Linked DNA regions of Mus musculus: regions 1, 3, 4 and 5 are each linked to region 2. The links are chromatin contacts, called in public HiChIP or PLAC-seq and promoter capture Hi-C maps. All regions are on one chromosome and are shown on one strand. Each heading gives the region's core, a stretch centred on a gene start, on an enhancer-like site or on the middle of the called end of the contact. The rest is flanking DNA. Distances are from core to core; before and after follow the strand shown.

Region 1 (2,700 bases), core at 136-2,635, 2.7 Mb after region 2:
AGTCAGCTGGTTAGATTAGCTGCAAGCAGCTCCATCAGTTGACCCATCCATCCCAAAATGGGCCGATCAGACCACTGTATACAAGGGGATGACTAAGGCTAAGACTATATACAAGGGGATGTAACTCTAATTATGAACAGAAACTGACTTTGTTTTTGTTTTCGAGACAGATTTTCTCTGTGTAGCCCTTGCTGACCTGGAATTTACAGATATCTATCAGCCTCTGCCTCCCAAGTGCTGGGATTAAAGGCATGCACCACGGCCACCTGGATTTATCTTTTTACTTCTTTTTCTCTTTGTTTCATACCACTGCTTAGATTTTTCTTCTCTTTTCCTCTTCTTTCCTTTTCTTCATTTTTCTTTCTTCCTTTTTTAATTAAAAAGAAAAGTCTAGGCCTCTCGCAAAAACCAAAACAAAATAAAGATGATCTTGATAAAAAGCTCCTTAAGACTACAATCCTTAGCCGGGCGTGGTGGTGCACGCCTTTAATCCCAGCATTCGGGAGGCAGAGGCAGGCGGATTTCTGAGTTCGAGGCCAGCCTGGTCTACAGAGTGAGTTCCAGGACAGCCAGAGCTACACAAAGAAACCCTGTCTTGGAAAAAAAAAAAAAAAAGACTACAATCGTCAAATGTGATGTGGGCTTTACGAACAACTTCCAGGTGAGTGTGTGCCATCACAGACTGGGCTGAAGAACAGTGGAAAGACTGCAAGACATCACCACGTGGTGACCTTTCACTGGTTTGGTTCTTGCCCGACCTGGATTCAAGGCCCTGGGTTCAAGCTCAAATCTATAACAAAATGGTAGGTTAGGTAAGGTTATAACAGTGAACTGATTTGTTTCTAATTCAGACTTAGAATAAGCAGGTTTCTCCTGTCCACGGGCTTCTGTACCTGTAAAAGTAAAGGCAAATACAGAAGGCATGTTAGAGTTGTTGAGAGGATAAATAATGACACTATAACGCATACAGTAAGCACTTCCCAAGTAAACAATTAGTGATTGCTATTATTGACATTTCCCTTTGCTCTATTCATATGCATTTAGTGCTAAGGAAGCAGAGTAGGTACTTAACTACTTTGATGCCAACACTAATGCTTTACATCTCCAGTGATAATACAGAGCCATGCACACCAGCGGGCCACTTGGCATCAGGCAGGCCTGATATAAGTGGCTTCCTGTGGCCACGTGGCACTCGCTCTTGGTCTTCCCTACCTGTCATTCTTCTTAGCCTGCAGGCACTAGCGGCTCTACTCACTAGTCAGGTCTTCCTAACCTGCGGGCCTTAGCTGTTCGTGCTCGCCGCTGCCGCGCGGGGGCGCCGGTGAGCAGAGCGGCTGGGTGTCGTGAAAACGTCGTGAAAGCTGACTCCCTTGGCGGTTCAGGCCACCTGTATAAGCGGAAAGTGCCAGAGTGTAGAAATTAGTATGGAGCTGTCCATACGGCCTCGGCACCGCTCGACTTCTCTAGAGAAGCTGGCAGCCGGTGCCAGGGGCGTCTGAGTTCTCGACTCTTGGACTCCGTGGAGGCCACACGGCCATGTTGGCTTGGCGCGTGGCGCGCGGCGCGTGGGGCCCTCTTCGCGTGGCCCTCCGGCCTCCGGGGGCGCGGCTCGGCAGGGGCGGCTCCCGCAGGGCCCTGCTGCCGCCCGCGGCCTGCTGCCTCGGCTGCCTGGCTGAGCGCTGGCGGCTGCGGCCGGCCGCGTTCGCCTTGCGGCTGCCCGGCGCCGGCCCGCGGACCCACTGCTCGGGCGCGGGGAAGGCAGCCCCGGAGCCCGCCGCCGGAGGAGGAGGTGCCGCCGCGCAGGCCCCCAGCGCCCGATGGGTCCCGGCGAGCGCCGCCAGCTCGGTACGTGCGAGGGAGGGTCGGCGGGACGCAGGTGACGGGCTCGGCGCTCTGTCGCGACACTCACCCGGTGTTCTGGGAAGTTACGGGCAGCCAGGGCGTTCGATCTTGGTGAACTTCAGGGGTCCCCCGCCGGGTACAGTCTCTGGCCAAGTTGAAACCCACTGTAATCCCCTTGTGTGCACACCCGTTGCTGGGAGGTGTGTCTACACGTTGCATAGGTAAAAACAACCATCGCTCGTCTAGTTAATCTGTTTTTAATTTTTTGAAGTGAATCTTCAGGGTTAAGTTCGGCGGAACCATAAGAACGGCCCTTCTGTCCGTTTGTGCAGATTACATCATCCTTTGGTCTTTAGCAGTATCACGGAGGATAATTATCTGGCTTAGGTTGTAATGAAAAGATCTTTCAACTTTGTATTATAGAAAGCTTCAGACTATTCTTGACGTAACAGAAGGATTTGTTCACCTTGCCTGGTAAGATAACTTCCCAAGCAGGTGACACCAGAGCATGAGTGTGGCCCAGCTTTTGATGTCATGTTAGCAAGTCCATGCAATTATTACATCTTCAATTGTTAGGTCTTCAGCGGCCACTGTACTGCCCTGCTCTCCTCAGTTACACAGCATGGGCTGAGGTGGCCACACCCCGGCAGGGGTCACAGCTTCAGGCCTAGCTTTAAAACTCTTGGAGATTGAACGCCGCCGGATGCTTTGAAGTTGCCCTCAACCTGGCTGAAGCCCTTCCCAGCACAGTTGGCCGAGTATGCCACAGGTTATCTGGTTGGGTAATTTGAGATTAAGCTTTGTCGACTTTCACAAATGTCCAAATGTAATAACTAGATATTAATGAGCTTTTTGTAG
Region 2 (2,700 bases), core at 61-2,560:
CCTGTATATCCAGGCCCTTGAAAGGGATTGTGTATTTCATTTGATCCTCAAAATTGGACCCAGTGTCATTCATTTTTACTGGTAAAATAGGCTACTCCGGCTGAAGATTATGTAAGGACTTGCCTCAGTCAACTCTTGGAAAAAAAGAAAAAAGAAAAGCAATATCCTGTTTGAGCACCTCGGGTTTCTTCAGCCACGCAACTAGAGTAATCTTTTGGAGAGATTCGAGGTATTTATTACATGTGGTCTGTAGCCAAAACTAAATAAAATTAGGATTTTGAGTACAGAAATTATAACAAACTGAGATTTCAAGCAAAGACCACTTTCCCTGGCTGACCTTTAAGAACTTAAGTTCATTAAGCCTGGGAAAAATCTTGCAGCGATCGTTCACTACCAACAGGATAAAGCAAGACTGGGCCTTCAGCAACCAGACTCCTGGAAAGTTCGTGCCATCGACTGCTTTGCTCTCTCAGTTTTCCAGATTGCTAACCCTCCCTCCCATGGGGGAGCCGGGTGCCCCGAAACAATCATTTGGGAGTCACCTCCTGGAGAAAACGTTCTCGTTCCTCCCACTGCCGTTACTTTTGCCTAACGCTGAGCTACCACTGCGATATTAGTTATATTGTAGCTATATTAGGACTGCCTGGCCAGAAACTGGCCCAAGTGAAGACAGAACTTACTTTAGGGTGCAGCCCCGGCGCCCGACACAGCCCAACATCAAAATACGAGAAGCAAGGTCGCGCGCGCTCTGCTGGCAAACCCTCTCCTCCAGCCTCCCGCTCCCTCCGCTGCTCGACTCCGGTTTCGGGCCGTGACCTCCGCTACTCCTCCGCCTCGCCCGGCGCTGCCCGGTCGGCCCGAGGCCTGCGCCAGCTCCAAAAGCCCGGGCACACACTGACGCCCAAGTTTAAAGCTACGGAGGCCGCGGGGCCGAAACCGCCGTGGCTCCGGGACACGACGTTTGACGGCCGCGCATCGGCCTCTGTACCCCGGTCGGCCTTCCCCTCTACCCGGTCGCAGCCTCACGGCAAGTCCAGGCCTTTGGCGCTGGGATGAAGCGGCTTCCACCCCGACCTCCTCCGCCACGGGCGGCTCGGCTCGGCTCCAGCCCACGGACGCCGCCAGCTACCGCCCCGTTCCGCACCCCCGAGCGCCCTACAGCCAGCCCGCGCCTTCTCACCATGGTGGCGGCTCGGATGGCTCAGATTCCCGCCGGATTCTCTGCCACAGAGGCCTAGTCGCCAGCCAGCCAGCCGCTGGATTCCCGCCGCCGCCGCTAACGGAAATGCTGCCTGCAAAATGCCGCCGCTAGTGAAGCTACTTCCGGTCCGGCCTCGGACCTGGAGTTCCGGTCTCTGGAACGCAATTAGGGGGCGGAGCATTAGCATCAGCTGACGGATTGTGTGGTGGTTTTGTTTTGTTTTGTTTTGTTTTGGGTGGATTTTTCCCCCCCTTTGTTGATTTTATTGGAGTTTTCCTCCTCGTTTTGTTTTGCTTTAGACCGGGTCTCACTGGGTCTTGAGCTTCGGATCCTCCTACCCACCGCGTTCTTAGTACCAGATGCTGGCGTACACCATACTTGGGCGGCAAACATCCTTGGAGGACAGACACCTCCCCAGCTAAAGTCTCCGCTGGAGTGCTTGGTTTACACGCCGATGTCCCAGACCCCACTCCCATCCAGTTCTCACCCAGCGCTCTTGTGAACTCACTCTAGGAAGCCACTTCTCTAGCTTCTCTCTATGTTCTTCCCTCTTTGCATTTGCTTTTGTCTCACCAGGAGCGCTAGACTCGCAGGTATATGCACACCCTCATGCCCTTACCTCCAGGATTTAAACAGAAATGACAGTCCTGGTGAGGACTTTCCTGACCATTCTTTCTAGGAAAAAAAAAAAAAAATGCAACTTTCTCAGGCTCTTCGCGCTTCCTTTTTGCTTGTTTTCAAATATTGATTGCTATCTGACATACTAAACCGTAGTCCCCTTATTATTGGAAGGGCATGCCTTCCCAGACTCGGAGTAACTCCCCAAGTCACAATATGCTAATTTTTTTTCTACATAAGCACGCTTACGATATGCATATCCTTTTCACTTAACGCAAGTGTATTTTGGCACCCTTGAATTGACTTTAAAAACCGGGATTTAAGCAAGACAAATTTTGGGTCGAAGTTTGGATTGATGTCCCCTTCCCGCCTCTCGGAGTCCGGCCTGGCTACAGGAGGTGGCTACTTCAGTCTCTATATCCCCCTCTGGTAGGAATCTCAGCTAGAGTCACCTCCATAGGTATCCTCCCCAGCCCCAGGCTCCAGCTAGCCACCAGAGAAAAACCCCAACTCCTCCCCACCACATCACACCCCCACCCCCACCCATTCCCTTCCTCACCCCTTCCTCCCCTACCCAGTTCCCTCTGTCCATCCACCTCCAATGACTATTTAGTTTCCCATCTGAATGAGATTGGAATCCCCCTTGGGACCAACAGTGGTATGGGATGGAGGCAATGGTGGGGGCGGGGGGGGGGATTTGTAAGGGCGGGATTTGGGAATAGAAGAGGGAGCAAGGGCTATGATCCAGATATAAAGTGAATAAAAGAAAATTATTGAAAAAACAAAACAACAAAAACAAAAACGGGATTTAGTCAGGCAGTGGTGGCCTTTAACACCAGCACTCAGGAGGCAGAGACAGGCTGATCACTGTGAGTTCGAGG
Region 3 (2,700 bases), core at 53-2,552, 2.3 Mb before region 2:
CTCCTGCTCACCTACACTATGCCCCCTGAGACTGAAAGAAAATTACCCACAATCCCCTGTGTTATCATCATCCTAATAATTTGCATGGGCAGGCATTGGTAGCAGGAACATGGCCTAGCCCAGTGGTCCTTGAGTGTGGTCTGACAATCCCTGGATATCTCTGAGATGTTTGCAGGTGCCACCTGAAAAATAAATGCCTGGTTTTCTGTGTGTGTGATGCAGGACTTTTGTGACAAACTAACCCAAAGGGCACCTCACAGCAAAGGCAAAGCTGAAAGCCAAGGTGTCTTTAATTAGGCTAGATATTCAAACAATTTGTAAAATGTAAGATAACTCTATTTGTCTAACTTATTTTATTTTTTATCTCCTTTTTGGATTTTGGAAATTGTGTGTATTTTCATGAAACTATTACTTTATGAGTTTATTATTATTTACAATGACTAAAGTACCAGATTTCTCTGTTTTAATTACCAATATGGTAAATTGCTAAATAGAACCACAAGGAAAGCTCCTCGGCAGTTTCACAGTTTTTTTTTTCTTTTTATATTTATTTATTTACTTATGTGTTTGTTTTTTTGTGTGTATGTGTATGGACACACATATGCCACAGCATGCATGTGGAGGTCAGGGGCACCTTGTGAGAGTGGGTTCTTTTCGTCTTCCATGTGGGTCCTAAGGCTCGAAGTCTGGTCATCAGGCTTAGTGGCAAGCACCTTTACCCACTGAGCCATCTCGTTGGTCCCTCAGTAGTTTTTAAGTGTAAAGGGGCTTAGGGACCTTGAAGTCTGAACAACACTGGTTTAAATCATCCACAGGTTCCGGGAAGCCCACTCTTAGCTGCCTGGTGGGAATTGGCAGACAACCTATGGCCTGATCGTTGTATTTACTCTAACTATATATTTTTTTTAAATTAGTTTTAGTTTTGGGTGTTTTACATTAGAGAGACTGGTGATTAGCTCTAAGATGGAATGATATTCTAAGGTCAGATTGCCTCACTTCTGAAGGTGCTTGAGAATGAGGAAACCGGTTACTTTCCTGATAACCCCTAAGATGTTAGACTTCTTCCCCCCCCCCCCCGACCCCCCACCCCCCGGAAGTCATGAGTGCATTGCAAAACTCTAGCTGAGCAGGGACTATGTCAAGAAGCCAAAGAAGTGAGTCTGTCATTGGTTCTTCATGAAATTCTGTCCTGTTTAGGCCTCAACACCAACCCAGTCCCTATTGGTCCTAAGGATCATGACAGAGAAGCCTCCTCCCACCCATCCCTGTGCTTGCTCTGACTTTCTTTCTCTGAGACCTTTCCTCTTTGGGCTTGGGCCCTCTGGCTTCTGTTTGTCCTGGAACCCTGGCTTTTCCTAGCAGGCTGTGACAGGCTACCCTGGATCTTGGTCTGTGTGCTGCTTTTGGCAGGAGTCTTTGTCCCAGCTCCAGCCCCATGCACTTGGATGCTGGCCACTTGGCCAGGCCAGCCCTGGCCCCATGGGATCCTGTGGAAGAGTTGAGCAGAGATGACAGGATGGAGTGGACTGTTTATAGAAGTCCCTCTGTATAGATTGGCATCCAAAGTGTGCTGTCATCTGCGGGGACCACAGGGATTTCTTCAGAGAGCCTGCCAGGGAGTGTGTTGTCTGCCAAGGGACTCCAGAGCAGCTGGAATCATGGTTTGTTTATTTCTTGATACTGTGACCATTTTTTATAAATAAGATCTTTTTATTTGAAAACTTAATTACTACTTTTACAGTCAAGTGTTGTGTAAAAGGTAACAACAATTACTACTTGCTACCATTTGTTAAGTCCCTTCAGTATGGCAGGTGAGGTGACTCACTCACTTCACAGTTATTTACTGGCTCCAACAATGAGCTAGACACCAAGGGACAGAAAGTAAAGCAGGTATTTGTGGAGCTTATAGTTTAATACAGGAGGACACACTGCATAGTAAAACACATATACGTTTATGGTACATCAGGCAGTGACAGACTCTGTGAGTAAAAATCAGACATAAAAAGTTGGAGAGAAAGAAGATGAAATTGTCTTTATGATGCCATGCTCTTATCGTTGAAAATCATCATAATTGCACAAAAATATGTTAGGACTAGTAAATTCAGTAAAGTTGCAGGTAAGATCAATATGTCTTTCTATGTTAAAATGCACAATCAAAAGAAAATTGAAATTTTTAATTATAAAATAAGCATGAAATGACAAAATACTAAGAAACACATTTTTCTTTCCTTTGTTCTTTTTTCTTCTTTTTTTCTTTTTTATTTCTTTTTTCTTTCTTTCCTTCCTTCCTTTCTTCCTTTTTTTTTTTTTTCTTTTGAGACAAGCTTCATTGTGTAGCCCTGGTTGGCCCAGAACTCTCTACATAGACCAGGTTGGCTTTGAACTCATAGAGATCTGCCTCCAGAGTACTGGGATTAAAACATGCACTATCATGCCTGGCTTACAATGTAAAATTTTTGTACACCAAGGGCGATTTCTTTCTTTCTCTCTCTTTCTCCTTCCTTCCTTCCTTCCTTCCTTCCTTCCTTCCTTTCTTTCTTTCTTTCTTCCTTCCTTCCTTCCCTCCCTCCCTCCCTCTCTCTTTCTTTCTTTTTCTTTCTCTCTCTCTTTTTTCTTTCTCTTTTCATTCTCTTTCTTTCTTTCCTTTTCCTTTTTCTTTTCTTTCTTTCTTTCTTTCTTTCTTTTTTTTTTTTTTTTGAG
Region 4 (2,700 bases), core at 71-2,570, 2.6 Mb before region 2:
TGGCTTGTCAGTAGAGGGAATAAATCATATCACTAGGCTGCCAAGGTCTCAGCACTGCTGTCTAATTTTTGTTGATCCCTTTCGCCTCTGTCAGTCTCATGGATCTCTTGTAAGCCTCGGTCTGCCCCTAAGGCAGTGAAAAGGGCAGCTGTGAAAGGGTTCTTCTGCAATTCTGAAGGATGGCTGCATACAGAAATCCTCAACTATGTTCCCAGAGAGCTTGTAAAAGAGCCCTGTGATACTTTGGTTGGACAAGGTCAGGAGAAACATACAATCACCTCTTCTCAGGAAAATGATTCTTCCAGTCTGCTCCTGAGTTTCTTGGGGGCTGCATGGTATGTGCTCAGACATGGTCACGAACCTGTGACAGATTTGGAGGACATAGTTTACCAAGTCTTGCCACGTCTTCAGCTGCCTATAGGTCTTCATGGATATCCTTACTGAATGAACTAAAGCCTCCCCAGCCTGTGCTGCAAAGACTTACAAAGTAGCCAAGGCACTCTCACAAGCAATTCTGAACTTGCTCAGAGACTGCAGGTGTTTCGAATCATGACCAAGACATTAGGTAGCAAATGTGGCTTGCCCAACAACCACTGCCCTCAGGAAAGGTAGAAGCCTTAAATGATAATCCCAAGAAGCTAATGAAGAAAGCCCCTGTGTTACTTTCTATTGCCGTGACAAAACACCATGACCAGGGCAACACAGAAACAGTTTATTGCAGGCTTAAAGTTTCAGGGGAGGAGTCCAGAACCATCATATGTGACTCATTTGGGCAAGCATGGATAGTGTAAAGCCATGAGCAGGTGGGGTAAAACCCGTGGCCTCGGGCTGGAACATGACTGTGTGTGAACAACCTGTACCATGAATACACAACAAAGGCAACATATGTTTAATAAACTTTGGGCCTTTACGGACTTCCCACACTTTGTCTCATTCACCCCCGGGCTCCTTCCCGATGTTCCCAGACTCTTTCCCGGTTCCGCAGAACTGACTTTGCCAGGTCAAGCCTGCTACTGGTGAGATGTGATCCATTAGGCTACTATCAGAGAAAAGAGCCCAGAGCTAGCCCCGCCCTCGCCCCGCCCCTGCCCGGGGTCCTAGCGCGAGGACCCCTGAGCAGCTGTCCGAGGCTGAGCCTGACTCAGTTTCCTCTGTGGTCCACGAGGGCAGTTTTCCGTGTGCGCTGAATGGTGGCCCTCGAGCCTCAGCACACCTCTCTGCGCTGACGACGAACTTGTGACAAGGCGCGGTCGCAGCTCGTTGCTGCAGGCGGTGAGGAAGGCGGTTCCAGAGACAGGCGGAGTCGCTGCTCCGGCTCCAGCATGGCGGCGGCCGTACGCGCTGCAGGCTGTCTCCCTGCATTGTGTAGCTTGCAGGCAGGTGAGCCCTGGGACCCGGACCGAAAGCGCGCGCGAGCAGGGGTCTTTCCCTCGGGTCTGTCGAGTCTAGGCTCCAGGAACGCGAGAAGTCGCCGAGTCCTTGATCTCAGTCTCCCATTCGGGTCCGGCCGGCTGTGTGACCTTGCGCGCCTTCTGTCCCTCTCTGGTCGCGCCGTTTGAGAGTATAAGGAGTGAACTGGGCAGTGTGCTTTCGGCCAGGGAGACCGTTCAGGCCCACTCTGTGAGGAGGAGCGAATGTAGCAAGCATAGTCTGTGGTTCATAGGGTGATGTCAATCCCTGTCTCGAGTCAGAGTGCCGCCAGCAAAAAGTCTAACAGACTCTTACTGAGTCTGTTAGATTAACTAGCTGTCATTTTAGCGTCTGGGCCGATCCGTTTGCCAGAATATACTTTTGCTGTCACCGTCTTCCTGCCGCCCTTTTCAGTTGTGTGCCGATCTCTAGCATGGCGTTGGCTTGTAGGAATAGCTTCGCGCTGGACATTGTGCTCAAGGTCCTGGTCCAGAAAGTTCATTTTGTTGCAATATTTAACCTGAAATCACTTGATAGGGTATGTGACTTGAGCCTTCGTTTGTTTTGCCGGCGTTGAAACCATCTCATTAAGGCCTCTGTCCATAGTAAGTTGTAACATTCACTAGCGCTCGCAGGTGATCTATCTAAAGTGTACACTTCAAAGGTTTTGTTTTAGTGTTTTTGTAGACGGTGCATTTATCATCACAGTCAGTTTGAGAACATTTTCATCACTCCAAAAGAAAAAACAACTGTACCTTTTAACTGTTGCCCCCACCCCTCGCCATCTCTCACTAGCCGTCAACACTGGGAGACTACTGATCTATTTCCCATCTGTCCATAGCTTGTCTGTTCTGGGCATCTGGTTTCTACGATTGGCATCTGCCAATAATGCTGTGTTGTCAGGATTTGTCCCTGCTGTGACATACCAGTCCCATGTTGCTTGTGAGCCAATAATACTCTTGTGTCCATTACACCACATTTTGTTTATCCACTCATTGGCGGATGAACGTTTGAGCCGTTTCCATCTTTTGGCTGTTAGGACTGATGTTAAAACATTTGGATGCTGTGCTTCTGTCTGTGCACATGTCCGTCCTCTTGTGGGTATTTCCTGGGTGGAATTGCTGGTTGAAGTGACACCTCAGTGTTTAACTAAGGAACTAACTACCAAGTAGCTGTACCATTTTACAGCTCCACCGGCACTGTGTAGGGGCTTCAGTTTCTCTTTGCCAGCACTTGTTATTGTCTGTCCTGTTCAGAGAACCAAGCTGTGACGATATACTAATTTTGTGG
Region 5 (2,700 bases), core at 60-2,559, 2.3 Mb before region 2:
GGAGAGAGGATACATGGCAATTAACTGTATTCTCAGTATGCATCAAGTTGAGAAACAACCATAGGTTTTTAAACTGAGAAATGATAAGATTAGGAGAAAAAGAATTTAAAAGTAGTATTTTGGTAGATGACCAGAAAACTATATCTCAAAATATATTTCACTGGCAAACTGAAATGATCATTCAGAGAAACTGCAATGGTTTTCTCATAATTTAGTAGAGATTTTAGCAATTTATTTTTAAGTCAACGATTCTCACTTTTTCACTTTGGATTCATTTTGGATTCTTTTTAGCATGTTTGAAATGTCAGCACTACTTCTGTGTTTAGAAGTTCTTATTTAGCAAAATAAGAAATACAAATATTTGTCCAAGATAAACAAACATTGAATAGCCCCACACCAACCACACCTCCTGGGAAAATGGCTTAAACATCAAATCATTAAAATAAATTAGTCTTTAAAAATCAAAATACCTAGCTTCTATTTTAGAACGGGGAGGGGAAATCCTTAGTCGATCTGATCAAAAATTAAATTGCTTAACGCCAACAGATTTTGGATATCTTACTCTTAGAATACCTAAAGAACTGATGAAAATAAAATTGTATTTCTTGTAACATCCGATTTAACAGTTTTAAATGGCTTAACATCACAGGCTGAGTAAGTCACCTAAGCGCCCGCCCCCAGACCCCAAAACAAAAACAAATAACCAATCAGTGCCTGCAGGAAGCCTCAAATGACTTAATAGCAAGCATTCCCCCCCCCCCATAAAGTTCAGCTTTAATTTTTTTCTTACGTATCAGGCAATCGAGAAATAATAAATTCTTTCCTTAGTTGGGTGGCATTTTTATCAGACTTTGAAATTTTCTCCAAAAATCTCCACCACCACACAAGTTTGGGTTTTGAAGGCGGGGCGTCCCTCGCGTCTAGAGGAAGTTCCCCATGGAGAAGATACGTGACTTCAGAAGGTTCCGCAGACTGCCCAAATCCTCGGCACAAAACGGTAGCCGGCTGCAGCTTGCACGTCTACTCGAGTGACCCGGGGGCTACCGCCTTGGCTGAGGCCTGGTGCAGCGAACCCGCTGAGGAAGCGGCGCTGAGGAGAAAGCGCGCCTGAGGGACCCGGACTCTAACCGTCCCGACCGGCCCACCTCACCGCACCTGACCGACACTTACCGAAAGACATTTTCTAGGTTGTCCATGACGAGAAAAAACGCGCAGCGGCGAAATACCCCACCAGCCGCCGACCAAACTCCCCATCAGCCCCTAACCCCGAGTCTCGAAGGCCGCCGGCGATTCGAATTCCCCGCGCAGCCGCACTTGTGATGTCGAACGTGGGCAGCGCGCCTGACTATTGGTCTCCGCTGCGGGAGAGCTGGCCAATCGCTGCGGCCGTTGCTGGGAGACAAAGTCCCGCCTCCGTCCCCGCCCCCTCCGTCCCTAGCCCGCAGTTCTTTTCATTTGCCTTTTAGTGAGTCCTATGCTAGGTGCTGACTGAGCTAAGGTTTGTTTCCATTCTAGTGAGACACTAGCCATGTTTTGGCATAGAGTTATTATTATTACTTTTTAAAAAACGGTATAAATGGCAACTGGCTTACAGTATTACACTACCAGGCCGAACGTGACGATTCTGTGACTGAAACCCCTTTGAGTCCTCTTGGGTCTTGAGAGTCACTCACGAATTTTTGTCCTCTTTGCTTAACAGAAATGGCATAGCTGGTGAGCTGGCTCGGTGAATAAAAGCATCCACAAGGTGGAAGGAAAGAAAACCAACTTCCTCAAGTTGTCCTCTGATCTCCACATGCATGCCGTGGCACATACTCATATAACAAATGAGGAAACCACAATCATTATGTCTGGTTCACGAATGAAGACAAATAGCCATGTATATGTGTGTGTGTGTGTGTGTGTGTGTGTGTGTGTGTGTGTCCATCCAGAGTTTTATGGGATCCCATGCCTTTGGCCTCTGCCACACTTGGTTCACATAAAGGCACACCCACACGTATTTGTAAAATATTCATAGTAATTTTAAAGAGTCCGGAAGTCCAAGAATAAATATTTAACATGTTCATGTGCCCTGAGAGTGAGTTGAGAAATAATCTAGTCTTCCCTGCTTCTTGAGTTTTAATAACTTCCCACTTTGCCTCTCTAGGGTCACTTGACCAAAGCAAGTAGAACATAAAAGACTCATGCGATTACTACCTTCCTGTTTCTAAAGGTCCTGGGAGTTTTTCAGCTCCTTCAAGTTGATAAAAAAGATATTGCAGCTTCTGGACAGATAGACATTTTCTAACCTAGAGAAAAGAATTATGAGTGATTTCCCATTTGATTTCCTAGAATCATCTAACTAGAGGAACATTCCTGACATGTCTTTATAGCTGCACACGAAAATATTGTCTGTGGCCATGATATTGGCAGAATTGGTAAACACCACTAGAGGGAGTTCCAGGTTCTTGCATTCCTCGTAGATAGTAGCAAGCAAAGTAGATTAAGAATACACTTCCAATGTTTGGCTGCTAACATCTGCCTCTATTTGTAAGGCTCTGGCAAGGCCTCTCAGGAGACAGACATATCAGGCTCCTTTCAGCATGCACTTCTTGGCATCCACAATAGTATCTGGGTTTGATAATTGTATATGGGATAAATTCCCAGGTGGGACAGTCTCTGGGTGGCCTTTCCTTTAGGCTCTGCTCTACACTTTATCTC

The links. Promoter capture Hi-C pulls out the DNA fragments that hold promoters and counts their contacts. HiChIP or PLAC-seq counts read pairs in DNA pulled down with a chosen protein or histone mark.
Region 1: a contact with region 2 is called in a promoter capture Hi-C map of erythroid cells, with 13 times the contacts expected there. The contact joins the promoter of Crls1 here to the promoter of Snrpb in region 2. A contact is called at or near these places in 2 of 39 promoter capture datasets (erythroid cells and pre-B cells).
Region 3: a contact with region 2 is called in a promoter capture Hi-C map of liver, with 4 times the contacts expected there. The contact joins the promoter of Acoxl here to the promoter of Snrpb in region 2. A contact is called at or near these places in 1 of 39 promoter capture datasets (liver) and 1 of 115 datasets of contacts at active chromatin or transcription factors (astrocytes).
Region 4: an H3K4me3 HiChIP or PLAC-seq map of pro-B cells shows a contact between it and region 2, with 12 times the contacts expected there. The contact joins the promoter of Mrps5 here to the promoter of Snrpb in region 2. A contact is called at or near these places in 4 of 39 promoter capture datasets (hippocampal neurons, liver and pre-B cells), 1 of 484 Hi-C or Micro-C datasets (B cells), 2 of 115 datasets of contacts at active chromatin or transcription factors (pro-B cells and regulatory T cells) and 2 of 9 other capture datasets (adipose tissue and liver).
Region 5: a contact with region 2 is called in a promoter capture Hi-C map of liver, with 3 times the contacts expected there. The contact joins the promoter of Bub1 here to the promoter of Snrpb in region 2. A contact is called at or near these places in 2 of 39 promoter capture datasets (embryonic stem cells and liver).

What each region holds. Positions count from the first base shown.
Region 1 is chr2:132,845,281-132,847,980 of GRCm38.p6, forward strand. Crls1 (cardiolipin synthase 1) reads left to right here and starts at 1,386. Exons shown (of 7, transcript NM_001024385.1): 1 at 1,386-1,845. The coding sequence starts at 1,537.
Region 2 is chr2:130,178,054-130,180,753 of GRCm38.p6, forward strand. It overlaps Snrpb (small nuclear ribonucleoprotein B), which reads right to left and starts at 1,311. Exons shown (of 7, transcript NM_009225.2): 1 at 1,181-1,311. The coding sequence starts at 1,183.
Region 3 is chr2:127,853,326-127,856,025 of GRCm38.p6, forward strand. Acoxl (acyl-Coenzyme A oxidase-like) reads left to right here and starts at 1,303. Exons shown (of 18, transcript NM_028765.3): 1 at 1,303-1,661. The coding sequence starts at 1,509.
Region 4 is chr2:127,586,106-127,588,805 of GRCm38.p6, forward strand. It overlaps Mrps5 (mitochondrial ribosomal protein S5), which reads left to right and starts at 1,321. Exons shown (of 12, transcript NM_029963.2): 1 at 1,321-1,380. The coding sequence starts at 1,323. It also overlaps a transcript of Zfp661 not described here.
Region 5 is chr2:127,830,550-127,833,249 of GRCm38.p6, forward strand. Bub1 (BUB1, mitotic checkpoint serine/threonine kinase) reads right to left here and starts at 1,310. Exons shown (of 25, transcript NM_009772.2): 1 at 1,171-1,310. The coding sequence starts at 1,196.